7 separate regions of the Mus musculus genome follow, and regions 2, 3, 4, 5, 6 and 7 are each linked to region 1. Evidence: chromatin contacts called from public HiChIP or PLAC-seq and promoter capture Hi-C data. All regions are on one chromosome and are shown on one strand. The core of a region is the stretch at or near the end of the contact, and the rest is flanking DNA. Distances in the headings are between cores, read along the strand shown. Region 1 holds the start of Cyfip2 (cytoplasmic FMR1 interacting protein 2). Region 2 holds the start of Zfp62 (zinc finger protein 62). Region 3 holds the start of Ttc1 (tetratricopeptide repeat domain 1). Region 4 holds the start of Slu7 (SLU7 splicing factor homolog (S. cerevisiae)). Region 5 holds the start of Irgm1 (immunity-related GTPase family M member 1). Region 6 holds the start of Trim7 (tripartite motif-containing 7). Region 7 holds the start of Ifi47 (interferon gamma inducible protein 47).

Evidence for each region. Promoter capture Hi-C pulls out the DNA fragments that hold promoters and counts their contacts. HiChIP or PLAC-seq counts read pairs in DNA pulled down with a chosen protein or histone mark. Capture Hi-C pulls out chosen DNA fragments and counts their contacts.
Region 2: a contact with region 1 is called in an H3K4me3 HiChIP or PLAC-seq map of embryonic forebrain, with 6 times the contacts expected there. The contact joins the promoter of Zfp62 here to the promoter of Cyfip2 in region 1. A contact is called at or near these places in 3 of 39 promoter capture datasets (hippocampal neurons, liver and pre-B cells) and 2 of 115 datasets of contacts at active chromatin or transcription factors (astrocytes and embryonic forebrain).
Region 3: a promoter capture Hi-C map of the C10 cell line shows a contact between it and region 1, with 9 times the contacts expected there. The contact joins the promoter of Ttc1 here to the promoter of Cyfip2 in region 1. A contact is called at or near these places in 2 of 39 promoter capture datasets (the C10 cell line and pre-B cells) and 1 of 115 datasets of contacts at active chromatin or transcription factors (large pre-B cells).
Region 4: a contact with region 1 is called in a promoter capture Hi-C map of adipose tissue, with 5 times the contacts expected there. The contact joins the promoter of Slu7 here to the promoter of Cyfip2 in region 1. A contact is called at or near these places in 1 of 39 promoter capture datasets (hippocampal neurons) and 1 of 9 other capture datasets (adipose tissue).
Region 5: a promoter capture Hi-C map of hippocampal neurons shows a contact between it and region 1, with 10 times the contacts expected there. The contact joins the promoter of Irgm1 here to the promoter of Cyfip2 in region 1. A contact is called at or near these places in 4 of 39 promoter capture datasets (cranial neural crest, hippocampal neurons, maxillary cranial neural crest and 1 more) and 3 of 115 datasets of contacts at active chromatin or transcription factors (astrocytes, embryonic forebrain and neural progenitor cells).
Region 6: an H3K4me3 HiChIP or PLAC-seq map of embryonic forebrain shows a contact between it and region 1, with 15 times the contacts expected there. The contact joins the promoter of Trim7 here to the promoter of Cyfip2 in region 1. A contact is called at or near these places in 2 of 39 promoter capture datasets (cranial neural crest and hippocampal neurons) and 4 of 115 datasets of contacts at active chromatin or transcription factors (embryonic forebrain, embryonic midbrain, large pre-B cells and 1 more).
Region 7: a contact with region 1 is called in a promoter capture Hi-C map of liver, with 2.9 times the contacts expected there. The contact joins the promoter of Ifi47 here to the promoter of Cyfip2 in region 1. A contact is called at or near these places in 1 of 115 datasets of contacts at active chromatin or transcription factors (large pre-B cells) and 1 of 9 other capture datasets (liver).

Annotation. Positions count from the first base shown.
Region 1 is chr11:46,310,940-46,313,782 of GRCm38.p6, forward strand. Cyfip2 (cytoplasmic FMR1 interacting protein 2) reads right to left here and starts at 1,419. Exons shown (of 31, transcript NM_133769.3): 1 at 1,288-1,419.
Region 2 is chr11:49,201,986-49,204,712 of GRCm38.p6, forward strand. It overlaps Zfp62 (zinc finger protein 62), which reads left to right and starts at 1,307. Exons shown (of 4, transcript NM_009562.3): 1 at 1,307-1,553.
Region 3 is chr11:43,746,706-43,749,561 of GRCm38.p6, forward strand. It overlaps Ttc1 (tetratricopeptide repeat domain 1), which reads right to left and starts at 1,303. Exons shown (of 8, transcript NM_133795.2): 1 at 1,217-1,303.
Region 4 is chr11:43,432,370-43,435,069 of GRCm38.p6, forward strand. It overlaps Slu7 (SLU7 splicing factor homolog (S. cerevisiae)), which reads left to right and starts at 1,362. Exons shown (of 16, transcript NM_198936.1): 1 at 1,362-1,450.
Region 5 is chr11:48,870,046-48,872,745 of GRCm38.p6, forward strand. Irgm1 (immunity-related GTPase family M member 1) reads right to left here and starts at 1,375. Exons shown (of 3, transcript NM_008326.2): 1 at 1,049-1,375.
Region 6 is chr11:48,836,203-48,839,047 of GRCm38.p6, forward strand. It overlaps Trim7 (tripartite motif-containing 7), which reads left to right and starts at 1,269. Exons shown (of 7, transcript NM_001347446.1): 1 at 1,269-1,843; 2 at 2,635-2,730. The coding sequence starts at 1,325.
Region 7 is chr11:49,085,673-49,088,372 of GRCm38.p6, forward strand. It overlaps Ifi47 (interferon gamma inducible protein 47), which reads left to right and starts at 1,345. Exons shown (of 2, transcript NM_008330.2): 1 at 1,345-1,472. It also overlaps the pseudogene Gm12188.

The DNA.
Region 1 (2,843 bases), core at 169-2,668:
TTGTATTTAGCTCTTCAAGATAAATACCACTCACTGGCTCCTTTCTCAAGCAAGTTTGACAGGAGAGAAGGGACCCAAGGAGCATCGGGTGGAGGGGGGGAAAGCCACAGAAGGGGGGATGGTGGTAGGGACAACTACCTTCAAGGACTTACAATCCCGACTATAGATATTAATCTATATTTTTGTCCTCCGACAATGGCGGGAGGGGGGGGTGTCACTGAGTGCTAGGCAATGGTTCTTGCAGGGCCTGTGCCCAAGAATAAGGCTGGTCACTTCTAAGGGAAGGGGTCAAGAGGTAGAAATGGTTGCTTAGGAGCAACAGTCAGTCGTCAGTCTGATCCCTAAGTCTTCCTGCCCAACTGTGGGGCTGTGGGCACTAAAGAATTGGGCTAGCCAAGTTCTAAGTCTGGACTGGAAAACACCCAGATAGTCGCGGGAGAAAACCAACAGTCGGTTCAACCATGCTCCCTGCCCCCACCCTTAGCCACAAGCTACTCCTCTTCCTGTACACACAGGAGGGCTTACCTTCCTGAAGGTGATGTGGCAATCTCCCACAACAGACAGGTGGGCAGCTAAATACGAAGGAAACCTTGACCCCTAGGATTCCATCACCCCACCTTTCTCCTCCCCAAAGCCATCCAGGGGAGAGGCGCTAGTATAGGCCAGAACGCTTCGAAGCAGGTCAGCCATGCCTCCCGGCTCATCAGAGCTTTCCTCTCCCAAACCGTGCCGCTGTGGCCCCGGCCCCACCCGGCTTCGGTTCACCGCGGGCGCCCAGTACCCCCTTGCCTGTCAGGCGGGCCCAGGCAGCTCTCTCTGGCCTTGGCTGAATGATGGTGGCCGCGACCGCAGAGGCGGGGACTGCCCGGCGATCTGCAGTATGTAGGTGCAGGGATGTAGCCCCCTCTGGGCTTGTGGCCCCTGCAGGTATCCCTGGTCCCCGAGACTATCCCTGCCTCTTTTTAGGGCGGGTGGCTCCGGCCCAGGCCACGCACCTGCTGTGGCTGCCGCTGAGGCTGCTGCGCGGAGCTCTGCGCTGTACCCACGACTTCTGGAAAACGCTCCCTGCCCAGGGCGCCCGGGGCGGCCGAGGGGAGAAGGGACAACACAGGCCTGTAGCCCGGCCTCCAGGGACCTGAAGCCGTGTAGCCTCGGGCGCCAAGCCAAGCGCCCCCAACGGGCTGGGAGAAGTGGCGCCCGCCCCTCGCGCATCCTCAGGAACGCATCCACCGCCTAGGCAGCATTTCGGTTCCTGCATCAGCCCTGTTGTCTCCGAGAGTCCCTTACCTGGCTCGGTGGCAGGTCCAGGGGAGGGACCCGAGGCTACCGCAGGGCCCCGCGCCGGGGCGCAGGATGCTTAGCCCCGCTCCGCCGCTGCGCCGGCGGACCGCCGCGCCCCGCCCGCGGCCCCGCCTCTCCGCCTGCCGCGGCTCCTCCCCTGGCCGCGGTGCCCAGCCCCTTCGCCGCGGCTGCTGTCACACAAAGAGCCGGAAATGGCTGCGGCGAGGGGCTCCCTGCGCACCCCTGACCTGCAACCTCCTGAACCCATACCTTCCAGCCTTAGAGTATCCAGCCTCCGGACTCTGGAGGTGGAGGAGGGACGACTTTCCTGCTGCCGCCTGCATCACCAGCGACACCTGCCACTCCAGAAGGAAGGAAGCGTCAGCTCCTTTCGCATCTCCCCGGTGTCAAATTATTTTCATATAGTCATTTATTCACCACATCTTTATCGACTACCTGTTTTGTTCCAAGCATCTTGCCAAGAGCCAGGCACGCACTAGTGTGCAGTAGAGCCCCTGCTCGCTTGGAGCTTATTATTTGCCAGCATTAACTGACCTAACAGGAGTCCAATGACAGCTGCTTTCCCAAAGAAGGGAGCAGGCTAAGTGAGAGGTTGAGCCCTTCCACCACTTGAAGAATAACTTCCCAGAGGGCACGGGCTCAGAGGGCACGGGCTCAGAGGGCACAGGCTCAGCGGGAGAAAGCGCTTGCAGCCAAGCTTGATGATGACCTGAGTTCGATTCCCAGGATCCACAAGGTAGAAGGAGAGAGACAGCTTCTGTATATTGTGTTCTGACCTCCACCCACATGCATATATGCACATTACACAGACACACAGACACATACACACACCCATACACACACACAATAAATAAATGTAATAATTTAAAAACAAAGAGAAACATCTACTTCCTTTCCATTTCTTAGTGTAAAAATGTACAGCTATTATGTGTGTGTGTGCGTGTGTGTGTGTGTGTGTGTGTGTGTGTGTGTGTGTGTGTGCGCGCGCGCGTGCCCATGTCGATCCCATTGAGGTAGAATTGACTCGTGGACAAAATCATGATAAGCTGACTTTTAGGCAAACCTAGGAAGGAGCTGAGGAGACAGAAGCCTCTTAGATGCTGCTTAGGGCTCTTCAAAGAATCCATTGCTCCTTGAGACATAACTCGGAGGGCTTTAGGTAGGGATGAGGCCAGCTGCATTCAGTCCTGACCTGAACCCACCCCAGCATGGTACTGCTCTGAGTGGGAGATGCAGTACCTGCAATAAAGGGAATAATAGTTGCTCTGGGTACCATATATATATATATATATATATATATATATATATATATATATATATATATATATATATATGTGTGTGTGTGTGTGTGTATGTATATAAAGTATTTATTTTATTCTGTGTGTATGGGTATTTTGATTGCATGCACATATATGTGTACCGCATGCATGCCTGGTGCCAAGAATAATCTGGAACTGGAGATACAGATAATTGTGAGATGCCATGTAGGTACTGGGAATTGAACTCAGGTCCTCAAGAGGAGTAGCCACGGCTCCCAACTG
Region 2 (2,727 bases), core at 57-2,556, 2.9 Mb after region 1:
AAACAAACAAACAAAAATCCAAAATCTTGGAATGTGAGCAGGCCAGCCTAATGTGATAGCCTTTAATTTAGACTATGGACTCTTCTAGAGGCCTCAAAGAAGTGCCCAAAGCTCTTCCCAGAGTTGTGCTATCCAGTAAGTGGGATCCTAGCACTCATGTGGCTATTTCAATGAAATGTAATTAGACACTTGGTCTTCAGTGGCACTGGTCACATTTGAAGCACTTGTAGCTGTGTCTCAGCTACTGTTTGGGTTGTAGAAGAATCCCCCAACAACCCCTAACTTGTCCATGTTCTTCTCCATAACTTGCTGCTTGCTGGCCTGACAAGGACCTAGGACCCTGCTCCATCTTGGGCTTCACTGTTTTCCTACTCTGCTGGACATTACCGCAGACTTTCCACTTGCCCTGACCACCTTAGAGATGCATAGACCTTAGTGCCCAAATGCAGTCGAGATACTACTACACTCAAATTGCCATTCCTTCTACATTTCCAAGTCATTAAGGTGAGTTAGGGCTTGCCTACAAAGATATAAAAAACAGGAGTAGACTGGTGCAGATTACAGGCTTTAAACTGGAGTTTTGTAGTTACGGGTGGGGGAGGGTGAGGGGGATTTTGTTAGAGGCAGAACGGGGAAGGTAGCTGTGATAGGTTATTTCTCTGCCACCACGGAAAGGAGCCAATTCAAGTTAGATTAGATTAAAGGCAGGTTTACGGAGAAGCTGCTCTCCTGTGGGCGAGTTCACTAGCTCCGAGGACTGAGGCCAGGAAAGTCCCCATGGGGGGGGGGGGGGTGCACTCAGATAAAGGAAGAGAAAAAGAGCAAGCAAGAGTGACCAAAACTTCTAGATTATATAGGGAGGAACCTCTGGGGGAAAGGGCAGCTCAGCCCCTGGGCTGGGAAGTTGAGATCAGGGTATGCCTGGTTGGGACAGATGCTGTTCCCAACATGGAGCCAGGTCTGCTTTGGTAAGTAAATATTCACCTCTGTCGCTTGTCCTCATTGGAAAACAAACACGAAGCTGCTGGTATCCGGGAGAGAGACAGTTACTTTTCTTCTGCAGTCTCCGAATAGCAGGCTTCCTGGAAATTTGAGCTTTGTTGAGGGTCTTGGCTTTGGGAGAGGAGGGTCTTTTAGAAATAAGGGGTATGGGACCCCCATATTCCGCTTTCTCCCAGGAGCCCAGCCCTCCCTCCTAAGACTCTCCCCAGCCTCGCTTGTTAACTATGAGCTCAGCTTCACAAGCAGGAAGTGAAGTATCTATTTTACCACACCACTTGATTATACCCGCCCCCAATGCACCCCGGAATTGCAATAAAAGTCCAAGACAACTAGAACCCCCTTCCTCTCCGGGCAGACCAGCCGGGATTAGGAGGCCAGCAGAGCACCCACAAACTGCGGGTCACGTGCGCGATCAGAGCCCGACCATCGAGTCAGTCCTCCAGCTTCCCAGAGCGGCCTCGGAAGTGCCCCTGCGGCTCGGGTCTTTCCGGCCAGGCAGTCCGCGCTTTTGTCCCGCCGGCGGCCGGGCTCCCGCGGTGCCGCCACAGCCAGTACGTGAGTCCCGGGCTGCCGACGCTCCCGCCTCTCCCCGGCCCGCCACGCCCTTCCCTTCTCTGCCCTCCGGTCCCGGGCGGGTCCTAGTGGGGGAGGGAGAGCGTGACTTTCCACACGCCCTGGGGAGCGTCCTCTAGGAGTGAAGGGGAAGGAAGAGCCCTGGTTCGGGCCCGGCGCGCGGGCAGGCTGCCATCGGAGCAGGCCCTGGGCCGAGGAAGGGCCAGAGTCCGCCCCGGTGTTCCTTGACTGTCATGGCCGTTTCGGGCTTAGAAAGAGGAGAATCCCGATTATTAGCGCCTAAAAATTTGCCCTGATTGCGGTTAAGTTTGTTTCTGAGACTTGGAGATGACCTGATTCGGTCACCTCTTCCCGTCATTTTGGTGGGGGAGAGGTGTTGAGAGACACTTGCGGCTCTGGAAGCAGACCGTTCTCCACTTCCTGGCCCTCTCCTAGGAGAAACTCATCTGTAGAGCAGTGGGTGCAACCGGAGGCCGCCATCTGCCCTACCCCACCCCCACCCCACCGCAAACTGAGAAAGTGTTGGCCTAGGGAAAAGCCAGCGAAGGCACTTGAACCCAAGTGATCGCTTGGGGAAGTCCTGGGGCAGCGGTGTGAAAGAAAGAAAGGTCAGGTGGAGAGAGCCGCGGCTAGTGTGTTATCTTAAGATGGTTAGTCTAGATGGCCAAGACCGTTTGTGTACGCCTGAAGCTTTTGTCTGTCTGGGGTGTGTGTGTGTGTGTGTGTGTGTGTGTGCGCTTTTGTCTGGGGTGTGTGTGTGTGTGTGTGTGTGTGTGTGTGTTTGAATACGTAATGCTCACGTGTCCAAGGCATTAAAATACAAAGATTTTTAAAAAACAAAAATTTAATGCAAAATATGAAAACAAGATTTTCTTTTACTGTTCTCAAAGGTTGTTCTGGGCCCTACCTTAAAAGGTAAACACTTTTGTTAAGATGTTGAGTAGACTTTAAGGACTTCTTCATTTAAATACTAGCAAATATATAAGTCGTTCCTCTTTTATTCAGACAGGTGGTAGCATAATAAGTCCTGCTTCTCTGTTTCTTTTACTGAATCTGTTTTACAGAACTCATACGGAAACGGGTGGGTTGTTTGTTTTACAAACATGTAGCAGATTGGCCATTTTAAAGGATGCTTTAGATAAATCTCTAGAC
Region 3 (2,856 bases), core at 53-2,552, 2.6 Mb before region 1:
ATCAGGCTGGCCTTGATCTCAGAGATCCACCCTCCTCTGTCTCCCCATTGCTGGATTAAAGGAGTATGGATCATGCCTGTCCAAGGAAGTCATTTTAAAAACAGGATATCACCAATTGTGGTGGCCCATTCCTGCAGTCTCATCATTGGGGAGATGTAGTTAGAAAGATCAGAAGTTCAAGGCCATCCTTGGTTACACAGCAAATGTGAGGCTAGCCTGGGCTATGAGACCCTGTATTAGGCCCCTCCCCAGCCCCAAACTAGAGTATAATAAACTCACACTCAATGCCAATTATCATTTTAACTGATAGTCTTGCTGATCAAATATGGTATCAGACTTATACCAAGACTAACATCCCCACTTCCCACTGGTGTTGGAGACCGAATCTCAGACTTTGTGGTACATGTAAGCCATTTAAACAACTGAACCACACCCTCGATCCATACCCTAAATGAAAAGACTGATTTTAATGTGACTTTTCCACGTCCGGCAGCTTGCTGGATGGCACAAATTAGACAGAATCCAAAACAGCTGCAGGGGAAAAAAAAAGAAAGAAAGAAAGAAAGAAAGAAAGAAAGAGTTCTAATCTTTGTTCAGAATAAATGACCAAGTTGTCAACAGGAAACAATGAAGTCCGAATGGGACACTATCGCCACCGGGAGCCGAAGAATAAGTTTCTTATGGAGCCCAAGATGGCATCTGTGCCCAAATCGTGCTTATCATCGTAAGCAAATGCAAGCGGTATAGCTTAGGTAGCTAATTCTGGAAGGGGAGCCTTTGCGCAGATGTTTTCACAGGCATCCTCCAGGGACTCAGAACTCAGCCTTGGAAGAGCCGGTTCTCAACTCTCGCTGCGCAACCCTGCTGCCCAGATCCTGACAATATTGGTCTGCAGTCAGGTCAGAGCATCTCTGTTTTTTTAAAGTGACTCTGATGATTTTACGTTCATCCTATTAACCACTGCTGCTCTAGAAGCTGAGTCAGAACCTCTGCGGTGCCTGCCACCCCTCTGGTCGCAGCAAAACCACGCCAATGACCCAGTGTCGCGTTAAAGTCCGAATTCGTCCTAGCCTGTTAAAAGGAAAAGTTAAAAGGGAGGGTCAGGACTCGCAGGCTTCGCTTTTACTCGAGTGTCGCGTCCCTCCCGGCTATGAGTCAAGGTTAGAAAAGCCCCTCCCCGCGCGACCCCGCGCCTGTCCCAGGCCACAGTCCTCACCGAACGCCGCGAGACCCACGATGGGCTTCACAACCTCCCAGCTCCTCTCTCCACCGCTCCTGCCTCCGAGTCCTTCTACTTCCTCCTGAGTCAGGTGCACTTCCGGCCGCGCTGGCCAATGGCGCCATTGCTGGCAAAGCATTCTGGGAAATGTAGTGGCCAACTCGAAGAGAGTGAGCGGAAGTAGCTGTGTGACGTCACTGTACGGCTCAGTACTATGAGCCTCAGCTGTCATCTTGAGTTATGTCAAATCCTGCCAATTAGCACAAAGTAATTTTTCAAACGCGACTACTTGTGGCTTTAAAAACGTCTTTATTCTGGCGTCCCTCATGTTAGGAATGTGCATAAGAACCCGAAAACATCCTTCGTCCCTAAATAAACATTTCTTTCCAGTAGTTTCCAAAGTGCCTTTCAAGAGCTCTGTTAGGAGAGTAACAGTTTTCAAAACAGTAAATATTACACACTTTTTCCACTCATTTTCTCATGACTGTACAGCGCTTTCCAGAGGTTGTCTTCTGATATAGTGCAACAGAAGGAATACAAAAAGGGGTGAATTATTCTAGCTGTTAGGCAAGTCCGTCTATTTGTGAGCTAGACCTCCAGGCCTTCACCTGTCCTGTATTAAATCAGAGATTTGCAAAAAATTGAAACAATGCCATTCTTCTTGTGACAGGATAGCAAAGATGGAGAAAATTAAAAAGACATCGGAAAGGAAAGTAGCCTTTCATCAAGACTGGTTAAGTCTCTCCTAGGCTCAGTCATGAATTCCCACAAGGGGCTAGGAAGCATGACTTAGCAATTGAGAGCAATGACTGCACTTTCAGAGGACCAGGGTTCAATCCCCAGTACTCACATAGCAGCTTACCACAACTTTAACTCCAGTTCCAGGGCATTTAAGATCCTCTTCTGAACTTCATGGCCACCAGGCACACACATGGTAAACAGGCATACATGTAAACAAACACTCATGCACACCAGAAGAGTTAATTAGATAACAGTAAAGTTAAAAAAATTCCATAGAGTTATACAAAATTTCATAGACAGAAATACTGTTCCTTTGATTTATTTGTTTTTAAATGTAGATACTTTAAGAATTAACACAGAAGCTAGGCAGTGGTGTCACTTGCCTTTAATCCCAGCACATGGGAGGCAGAGGCAGGCAGATTTCTGAGTTGAGGCCAGCCTTGTCTAAAGAGTGAGTTCGAGGACAGCCGGAGCTATACAGAATTATTAAAAAAAAAAAAGATTTAACACTGAAATGAAACATAAGACATACCCATACCGCTGGGCTGTGGTGGCGCACGCCTTTAATCCCAGCACTTGGGAGGCAGAGGCAGGGGGATTTCTGAGTTCGAGGCCAGACTGGTCTACAAAGTGAGTTCCAGGACAGCCAGGGCTAAACAGAGAAACCCTGTCTCGAAAAACAAAACAAAACAAGACATACTCATACCCAGTGAAGCATGAGCCATATTTCTGACTCGTAATTTTCTGACAAATAAGGTTGTGAGATTGTGAGGGGCTAGGGAGATGAGAGATGACTTAGTGTGACAATAAGGCACTTGCCAGCAAGCTTGCTGACCAGAGTCTGATCTCCAGGAACATGTGGTAGAAGGAGAGAACTAGCCCCTGAATGTTGTCTT
Region 4 (2,700 bases), core at 112-2,611, 2.9 Mb before region 1:
GTAAACTTATAATAGAGTCCTCAGCTAATACAAGTCTCTCCTAATTTAGCTTTACAGAAAGCGTTCATCCAAAGATAATCCCTGCCTTCTTGGTCCCTCTCTCAAGCCTTGCGCTCTGAGTCCGCAGGACTCTGCTCTGCCTTTAGCTGCCTTGAAAAATCAAAATTATTTTTACATTCTTAACCCACTTCAAGTTCCTTTTTTAAAAAGTCTACTACTTTGGGCTGTTTGACTGAGGTGGTGGGGACGTTAGCTATAGTCCTGTATATCTGAAGAGCACTTCACGTAGGGGAAGTATAAATAACCACAAGACAGCATAAAGAAAAATGGCCAAGCAATGGCTCAGTAGTCAATACAGGTCATTCTTGCAGAAGCCCCCGGTTTGGTACTCATTCTGGTTCACAGACATATATCTGCATTTCCAGTCACAGATGATCTAACGCCAATGATGTGCAAACTCACACACAAAAAACATAAGGCTTTTTTTTTTTTTTTCCTGAGACAGGGTTTCTCTGTGTAGCCCTGGCTGTCCTGGAACTCACTCTGTAGACCAGGCTGGCCTCGAACTCAGAAATCTGCCTGCCTCTGCCTCCCAAGTGCTAGGATTAAAGGCATGTGACACCACTGCCTGGCATAAGGCTTTTTTTTTTTTTTTTTTTAAGAAAAATAAATTCACCAAAGTCGCCTATTTTCCAGGAGTTTGTTTTTTATGGGGATGTTTGTTTGTTTGTTTGTTTGAAAAAGGGTCTTCCTATGTCACTGGCCAGGACCTCAAAGATATGCCTATCTCTGCTAGGATTAAAGGTGTGTGCCATTACGCCGACCTTTGCAGCATTTTCAATAATCATTTTTGCTAAGATTCTGTGCTGTAGGCTGGCAAGATGGCTCAACAGGTAAGAGCACTCACTGACTGTTCTTCTGAAGGTCCTGAGTTCAAAACCCAGCAACCACATGGTGGCTCACAACCATCTGTAGTGGAATCTGATGCCCTCTTCTGGTGTGTCTGAAGAGAGCTACAGTGTACTTATATATCTTTGGGTGGGAGCAAGCAGAGACTGACTGGGCGAGCGGGGTTGACCGGAGCGAGCAGGGGTCCTAAAAAAATTCAATTCCCGACAACCACATGAAGGCTCACAACCATCTGTACAGCTATAGATTATCCATATACATAAATAAATCTTTAAAAAAAAAAAAAAAAAAAAAAAAAAAAAAGATTCTGTGCTGTTCCAGAAAGAAAGCTGCACTGCCATCACTTCGCCTTTCTGGGTCAAAAAAAAAAAAAAAAAAAAAAAAAAAAAAAAAAAAGAGCCAAGCGCTTGCAAATGCGCATGTGCCGATCTCCCGGAAGTTATCTCTGCGCAGCCGGAAGAAGGCAGGGAACCCGGAAGTAAACATTGCCGAGTCGCTTCGTTTCTGGCGGATGGTTTTGAGTGGTCTGCGGCGCGACTGGGTAAGTTGGGGTTCTGAGATTGAGCAGACGAACTGGGGACCTCGGGGAGCGGGTATCCCCTGCAGTGAGTCCTCGCGGTGATGAGCCGTCGTGGAACGGCGGACCCGGGTGGAGACTGTGGCCCAGGACGCAGGCGCCGCCCTCGCGTTCAGCCGGACCGAGGCTGACTCCTCAAGGAAAAGCCCTGGTCACTGTAAGCCGGACATCCTGAGCAGCCCGTACCGAAGCTGAGCCCTCTGTCCCCAAAAGAGTTCCTTTGAGGTTCAGTTTTTTCCGTTAGGTGGAGATGATCTTATTTTGTGAGGGTCAAATTAGAATGTCCGTATTGCATCAGTGAGTGGGAGCTGTTAAAGTTCTAACTCGGAGAGAGCCGGACCCTCTGCAGAGCAGTGGAACCTAATGACAAAACACTTCAGTCCCTCTTAATCTTGAATGTGACAGGCCTGCACTCCAGTGTCTGTGGTTTGTAACAGGGGTTGAAAGACCAACTAAAGTCAGGCTTGGGTTTGCGATCTGTCGTCTCTCACTAATGTCTTGTTATCTGAAGGTGTTAACCCCCCCCCCCCCGCCCCAAACTTGTTTCCTCACCATAAAATAGGGTGGTTGTAAAGATTTGGTGACGGTCTGCATGGTAAATTAAAGAAATGGTAACTGTTAAAATGAAGATGATTAAATCTGTGCTTCTAGTATATACTACCACGGATTTCTAACACTTCTGTTTTTATTTTTAAGTCTATTTTATTTTAATTATGTGTATAAGTAGGTAGGTGGGTTTGCCCTTGTAAGAACGTGTGTAGTCTTCTTGGAATCCCTGTAGCTGGAGTTAGGGACAGTTGTGAGCCACCTGACATAGATGCTGAGAACTGAGTTAGGGTTGTCTACAGGAGCAGTAGGTGAACCGTCTCACCTGCCCCATACACAGACCTCTATGGTGGCATATGCCTATAAAGCCAGAACTCGGGAGATGGAGGCAGACACAATTTCACAGGAAAGTCATGGAGTTTAAGGAATGCTGTGGATAAATACTTAGTGTTCTGGGTGTGGATGTCATGTACACAGTTGGTTGTGTAGATTTGAAGATCAAATGAAAAGTCTAGGGCAGAGAGATAGTATGGAACCCCAGTAGTGGGATACTGTTCCTCCTGAATCTTGGCAACTGGTATTGTTTAGAGTGGTGAGTGAGGCTCTTGCTGCTCTGTAAGGAATCAGCCTCTAAATAAACGTGTGCAAATAGATGAGCCTGCAGAGAA
Region 5 (2,700 bases), core at 125-2,624, 2.6 Mb after region 1:
AGGAGCCACACAGGAATGTTGGTGTGGACAGCCTTGGGATACCGTGCCTCAGAACTCCAACCCAGTATTTACAAAGAGCCCTTAGAATTCTTTCTGGGATTCAAGTGACCCTCCACTTCCTTTTTTGAGGATCATGACCAGATTATACTCCTATTTCACCTCTCTGCACAGGGGCGAAGATCCCCAAAGAAGAATATAGATCCTTGTGGCTGTCAATCTGGGAAAGAGGATGAGACCCGTGAGGAAATGTCTTTCGAGTCTCGCAACCGACACAGAACGGAGAGCATGCTCGCACACACTTGCCCATAGCTGCATGAAAGGTAGCAGGGACCACACAATTCCCTCTGATATTTATTTATCTTTGGAAAGTGTGATAAACTTGCTCACGGTGAATGGGGACAGTACTGAACCCACATGCTCTGGGAAGATGGTATTTGAAAAGCTCCCATCTCATTAACTATAAACTTACAGACTAGTGAAGGAGGTGGTTCCTTAAACAGAGACACTTTCTCCAATGCAAATAAAACATTTTAATGGAGTCAGACAAAAAGGTCACTATGATACCTTATACTCAAAACCTACTCTGAGATTCCTATTCCATGGGTAGTCCAGATAAGAAACAAACCTCCCCCCCCCCCTATTTTTTTCATGTATCCTAGATATTGCCTGTGGTCCATTCTAATCCTGGGCGTTTATTTTGTGGAGCTATGAAGAGACGCTATCTTAAATTCCAAGAGAATATGGGTTGGCACGCTCTGCCCTCCTTCAAATTTAGCCAGCATTAGAAGAACCACAAGGCCAGAAATAAGGTGAGGTACGCATTTGCCTCCAGGCTGGTGGTTTAGATATATCTGAACAGCAAAGATACAGCAGGGCTGTGTGGTACTAGACAGTCAAAGTGAGGCTCTGCTGTGGACACTGCCTGAGCAAAAGAAACCAGACCCCAAGGTCACATGACCTGTTTTCACGGTTTTACCGTTCATATTATATTGGGGGATTCATATTAGATTGGGGGTGGCCAAGCTACATTTAAGAGACTTTTACTTACCTGATCCAGAGGAGTTATTATGTGTGATTCGATGTTAGTGGCCTTCCTGGAACGTCACCCCTTTCTTCCTAGGACAAAAACGTTGCTGTCCTCCGGCAGAAGTTCCCTATGTAGAGATCCAAAACTGGAATATAGACCCGGATGTTGAGAGATGAGATGCAGAGGTCTGGAGTCCTTCTGAGAGGAGACGAACCAAGAGGAGGTCTGATCGCGTGGATTTTCTTTCAGCTTCTGGTCTTCGAGCAGACCTTGCTTTTTGTCCTGCACTTTCTAGACCGGAGATATGCCTGCCTGGGCCCAGCGGGGGAGCGGGGGGGGGACGGACTCGAATTGAGAATCAGTTTCGGTTTCTATTTCTTGAAACAGGCTAGTTTTCAGGATTAGGCTGGGCGGGCTGCATAGTAGTCTTCAAAGAGGAGCAGAACCCTGCTGTGCTGACTCACCGTCAACAGGGGTCGGGATGAGGGATTGGAGGTGGTGGTGGAAGTGGAGGGTGGGGGCGTTGGGGTTGGAGTTGTGTCTGTTTAGGGACTTTAACAGCCAGCCCCGCGTCAGACCTTCCAGTGTCTGAACCTGCTACTTCTTTCCGTGGATACCACCTGTGGAGATGCTGGCCCTGGGCAATGCTAACCTCCAGACCCAGCAACCTCAGGCCACCCCGAGCTTGGAGGCTGCACTGAGACCTTGTTCTGTATGATCGTTTACCCCGTTTGCCGGCTCACTTGATTAATCACACCTCTCTATATAAAGGAGAATGTCAGAGCACCAGGGAGTCGAGAATCGGGTTCTTGTCCTCGTTAGTGTTTGAGAGGGAAGAGGGTATGAGCTGAGAGGGGACATACTTCATTTTCCTCAGATCTAGGAGGTAGATTATTAGAGAGTAAACGCAGGGGCTGGACGCTTTGACCATGGCATAGAAGCACTGACCCCTGTGTAACGTTTTCATGAAGAAAAACAGAATTTTTTTTTTTTAAAGCAACCGGCCACGGTCACAGTGACAGAGGGGGCAGCGAAGAGGAGCCAAGTAGCTTTCAGAGTGTCGGGCGGCTGTTATTCTCTCTGCTGCTCTTCTGTACCTACCGGTGAGTTCTTACTGCACAGCAAAGAGGGGCAGAGCTGAGCCTGTTCCATAGTCACTGCGAGAGGGAGACAGATTGGGCCAGGAGGAATGAGGCGGCTCCTCACACAGGCACTAACCAGTGTTCCAAACTCTACTTCTGCCCATTACAGGCTCAGTATTGCCCAGAGGTTTGGGCAATGTGATCCTCTGGTCACAAGGAGCCCTTTGTCACCCCTCCAAGTGACCAGTAATGTGATCCTCTACCGGCGCTGGTGGCTTTCTCTTTCTCCTTACCGGAAAAGACTGAGTTGCTGAGAAGAGGAACAAGTGTGAGCTGTTGTTTAATGAACTGGAGGCCTTGAGTGATAGCCAGGATCTGTCCTTGTTTGATTCCTCTAAGCCCTCAGCTTCTCCTCAAAGCCTGAGGAGAAAGCAGGCTAGTTTCAATGTCTGTCTTTGAGAGACTGGACAATCTGTATGTCCTGCTTTCTTTATGTGATTTCTATAAGAACAAACAGGAACAGGTCTGAGCACAGTACAGGAAGGCCAGGAAGAGAGTTTCTGGAACCTTCTGTCTCAGTGAGCCAGCATT
Region 6 (2,845 bases), core at 19-2,518, 2.5 Mb after region 1:
CTCGATGTCATGACTCTGAGTTCTTGGTGAACCAGAAGAGCCTTAGCTCACCATCAGTTGTCCTGTGCCTGAAACCGGTGGCCATTCTTTAGTCCAGGGATTCACTTGTTTCTTCAACTGACCTAATAATGTTCCTTATCTTCAAAATAATTGTAGGTGAGTTTGCAGAAAATTTAAAACGTCCCATGGTGGAAGAGGAGAGTCAAGCAAGAGCCTTGAGGTTATTATGAAGACTTCAACTTCTTTCCTGGGAGTTAGCAGCCACTCACTGGTGGGGTTTGAGCAGAGGGCTCTGATGGATACTGTGGAGACATGGGCTCTGAAAGGGTTCTCTAAAGTTAAAAAAATTTTTTAAAAATGGAAGCGATTGTAGAGTGTGGTGACTGAGGCCGGGGGATTGAACCAGGGCAAGGAGCCGAGTGGGGGACTCTAGAACCCAAGAAGAAAGTAGGAGGTCATAGACCGGAGAGAAATGGAGGTGGTAGCATCCCGAGTGGCGAGGAGAAAATGCTGTGAGGAAGGACAGACACACCAGAGAGGTGAGGTTTGCAACTCTCGGTTAGAATTGGGCGAGTGGATAGAGACATTGACAAGAGAGGTTTTGAGAGAGGCAGAGAAAGAAGCTTGACCCAAGTGGCCTCCAGAATGAAAGGATAGAAAAACTACTCCAAAAACAAAAACAAAACGGTCCCTGGAACCCAGCTGTATACCAGCTGGGGAGAGACAGAGGGATTTGGGGTAGGTGTGGATTCTGAATGAAATGAGGGTAAATGGCTGTATTACTTGTTCAAAATTAAAGGGATAACTGTAAGAGATGATGTAGTTACAAAAGTGGACAAAAGGCCACGCTTGGGATGAGGAGGTAGAGCCAAATTCCAGACCCTAAGTTTAGCTCAGCGCAGTGCCAGGATGAGTCGGTATGCGGGGAACCAGACACCTTGTCCCGGGAGCCAGGCCTTTGCCCCTGTAGGGCAGGGTCAGCCTAGGTCAGCTACTGGGAGTGGAGCCCAGCTGGCCTTGCGCGCTCACCTGTCCCCGACAGTTCCCTACTGCTGACTGGGCCATACTGGGCGGCCTAGAAAGGCGGTGGAAGGGGGGTCGACAAAAGGGAGATCGGGGCTAGGGTGGTGGCTTTGGGAACCCAGAGAAAGGGCAGCACCTGCCTCCATTCTCAGCTGGGTGCACCCTCGGCTCACGTCTCAGCTTGCCCGCTGCCGGCCCCGCCCCTCCTCGCCCAGTGGGTACTCGGAGCTCAGCCCAGCTTGGACAGTAGCATCCAGGGACCTCCCCAAAGCCACAAGACTCGAATGTACTAAGGACACGGATGGCGACTGTGGGGCCGCGGACCGGGCCGAACGCAGGAGCCGAGGCGCTGGCCCTAGCGGCAGAGCTCCAAGGCGAGGCGACGTGCTCCATCTGCCTAGAGTTTTTCCGGGAGCCGGTGTCAGTCGAATGCGGCCACAGCTTCTGCCGAGCCTGTATTATGCGCTGCTGGGAGCGTCCCGGAGCTGGGACCGGCACGGCGACCCGCACGCTGCCCTGCCCACTGCCCTGTCCTCAGTGCCGCGAGCCCGCGCGCCCCAGCCAGCTGCGACCCAATCGACAGCTGGCCGCGGTGGCCTCGCTCCTTCGGCGCTTCAGCCTGCCCCCCACCGCCCCCGGGGAGCGCGGGACTCCAGCGGTGCCTGCCCGGGCGGCGGCTGCGCGGTGCTCCCAACACGGAGAGCAACTTAAGCTCTACTGCCAAGACGACGGCCGCGCCATTTGCGTGGTGTGCGACCGCGCCCGCGAGCACCGTTCGCACGCCGTGCTGCCGCTGGAGGAGGCGGTGCAGGAGGCCAAGGTGGGTGCAGGATGTCCCGGAGCCCTGGCTCTGCTCCAGCCCTCCCAGCTCTCCTTGCGGACTGCAGGCAGGGTCCTACAGAAAAGCCCCGGTCTCCTTTTTCTCTTTCTAAAACTGTTTTCCCCTCATCTCTTCTCGTCCCTCAGAGCCCGATGCCTGGAGGCCTGGAAGATGGCCCCAGGGACTTGAAATCTTGTCTGTCCCCAACCGCTAATGTAACTCTGCCCAGGAGAAATTCTGTTTGTCACGCCCACATATCCACTGCCACACTCCTACTGCGTTCCCAGGGGCGTGGCACTACACAAAGTACCAAGTTCAAAGAGGAAGAACACAGAATAGCGTCCTGGGTTAGGTGGTCTGTCTGAAGGGCTGTGAAGCCCATTGGTTCTGGGCATCTTCCCTTTTAGTCTGTCCCTCGATAGGCTGCGGCACAAGAGGCGTGTGCAGCTCCCAGTCTCTGCTGCCCTGTTGTGCTCCAGCCTTCCTACAGGATGAGAGGAGAGCTGAAGATAAGATAGACCGAACCAAGGTGGGAGTCTCGATTCTCACCGCAGACCACGTGATTGATGCCCTTGAGGAAGTGAGACTCCCGGACCTTTGGAGTTCCCCTGCATTTGTTCTGCACCAATAGGCTTAGTCTGCAAGTCTCTGTTCACCCCATAGCCAGAGATGGTATCTATCCAGTCTCCTGCTCCTGAGAGCAGAATCTTGGCTTTCTCCTGGATGGTTCTAGGAAAGTACACGAGAGGGTATCCAGAATTTTCTGACCACGTGTCTTCCTTCTACCACAGGAGTTGCTGGATTCCAGGCTGAGGGCCTTGAAGAAGGTACTGGAAGACTATGAAGCGTTCCGGTCAACAGAGGAGAGGGAGAGCAAGGAGCTTCTAGTGAGTCCAAGTGTGAGAAGCATAGGGTTGTGGATGACCAAGGCAGAGAGAGAGAGAGAGAGAGAGAGAGAGAGAGAGAGAGAGAGAGAGAGAGAGAGAATATGGTTGAAACAGT
Region 7 (2,700 bases), core at 95-2,594, 2.8 Mb after region 1:
GTGCCCTTTCTCCCCTTTTCATACCTCAGAGTATCTTCATGGTGAATCTGTGACACATTGCCATATAATTGAGTCACGGCTTCAGTTATCTGGAAGCCAGGCACTATACCTCAAGATTTCAATGTTCAGAACTAAATTTTGGCTCTCATATAGAAACCAAGAAAGAGATGTACTTGGTTCTCATACAAGAATCCACTAAGCATGTGAACGTCTGTGTACAGAAGGAGACAGAGTCACTGTGTGCCTTCAGATAATCAAAAATCGGACCCATAGACCATGGACGGTATCAACCTCCCACTCTCTGCACTCACCCAGCCATTCAAATGGAGAATAAACTCAAATCACACAGAGCTGGAAAAAAAAGACACCATTTTAATTAACAGGAGCATGTAATCTGTTCTTCATATCTGATTACATGTGTTAAAATTACGCAGAAACTCCGGGCGTGGTGGTACATGCCTTTAATCCCAGCACTCGGGAAGCAGAGGCAGGAAGATTTCTGAGTTCGAGGCCAGCCTGGTCTACAAAGTAAGTTCCAGGACAGCCAGGGCTATACAGAGAAACCCTGTCTCAAAAATACAAAACAACAACAACAACAACAAAAACCAAACCAAAACAAAACAAAACAAAAAATTATGCAGAAACACTGTCAATATAACCCAAACCATCCATGTTCAGAGACAGACTTCACCAAGGACAGAACATGTCAGCAACAGCTTCTTTTCCCAACATGGCAGCAAATGTCTTTCCTCCATGGTGATAAACGTTAAAACCAACAAAACCTGTGAGGGATTATCTCATTGCATCAAATGATGTTTTTGGAAAACCTGTCTTCACTTTGTGCCAGACTACGCTCTCATGAGGGAATCCTGAGGTAGATAAAATGAGAAAGGAAACTAGGAAGACTCCATTACTCTCTTTCCTGAGTTGTCTTGGTGGCTCTGGATCCTGTGAGACCCCAGGTTCATGGGTGCCTTGGGGCTGAAATGAGGTTAGTCAGCCACAGTGTTCCTGAGAAGGACAAGGAGGCAGACGCATGGCACAGTCCTTCCCGATGGGCAGTGTGTTTCAGTCATTCACTGGCGTCTTTGGAAAACCCCTCATCTCTTTCATCCTTGTCCCCAGGAATCCTTTGGCTTCAGAGAACTCATTCCCCTGATGTCTTGGCCGAGTGACCCTTCACAGGCCAAGTGGAAATGTCTTCCTGGCCTTGAATCTTCCAGGCTTCTTTCATTCTCTGACCAAGTTAAAGTCCTTTTCTTTTTCCTGGAAATGTTTATGCTGCAGGGGAAACAAAGAAAGAGCTTTAGTTTCACTTTTGTTTCCTGCAAATATATCTTTCATTTTTTTCTCTCTGCTAGGGCTCATTGCTTCAGACTTTCCTGAAGGAGGGCAGACCCGTGCCGTTGGTGGTGGCTGTGCTGTGGGCTGCAGTGAGAAACAGACCCGGTATTTTCTACTTCTTGGATCTGGTGAGTGCGAAAAGCCTTTGCACCTGGTGTGACCTAGGTTTTGGCTTTGTGGGAAGAGGGCAGAGCTGGCTTGGATAGGCAGCAGGTCATGTCACCGGTCTATCACAGATAGGAGTCATGGGTCTGGAACTGCCTTTTGGTGCCAGTTGTTCTGTGAGAGTTCTGAGTAAGTTTGGACTGAGCAGAGTCTTTATGGGTGACTCTCATAGGAAACGTACCATGCTCACTGTAATGTGGCCGGATCTCACCACCAGAGAGTATGGCATAACCCTGCCAGCTTTGCTTTCTTTTCTTTCCTTTCCTTTCCTTCCCTTCCTTTCCTTTCCTTTCGTTCCCTTCCCTTCCCTTCCCTTCCCTTCCCTTCCCTTCCCTTCCCTTCCCTTCCCTTCCCTTCCCTTCCCTTCCCTTCCCTTCCCTTCTCTCTTTTCTTTTCTCTTTCTTTCTTTCTTTCTTTCTTTCTTTCTTTCTTTCTTTCTTTCTTTCTTTCTTTCTCTCCTTCCTTCCTTCCTTCCTTCCTTCCTTCCTTCCTTCCTTCCTTTCTTTCTCTCTCTTTCCTTCCTTCCTTCCTTCCTTCCTTCCTTCCTTCCTTCCTTCCTCCCTCCCCTCCCTTTTTAAAAAGTCTCATCTGTATTTACTTTTTTTTTTTTCTAGATAGGGTCCAGCTGTGGGCCTAGGGTAAATGTGGCTTTTATTTCCTCTCAGGAAAAGAAGTTAAAGGGTGGTTTTCTCAGTTACCCCAACCTAAGGAAAGGTGGGTGTGCACCGGAGGCTAGGGCTAGAATTGCTGGATCATTCTGACAGACTCCTCTGTGTCCACTTGCTGGCACTCGATGCAGGGAGGGTATGGGTGAGAGTCATTCCCCTGCAGTAGCAGCTCGGTTATCAACAGAGGCACAAGGTGGTATGTGCTGGTGTTCACAAAATGGAAGGCAGAGCACGTGCCCTGAGTGAAGAGCAGGACTGGGTGGCCGATCCACACCCAGTGTCTGCCTGGTACAAGGCCTGACTGCTGTGGCTCTTTTCCCAAGGGCCCAAGGGGCCCCAGAAACATCACTGCGTCCTATGGTCCCTTAAATGTCCATCTCAAACTTCACCGCCTGCCCGCTTATCTTCCGGGCTGCTGTGCAGGTGGTGGCTCTGGCTGGCTTGCATGGGAGGCTCACCGCTGGTAGGGCTAGTGACCCAGAAATGGCTGGCAGGTCCTTTGGGGGTGTTTTGGCAACAGGTG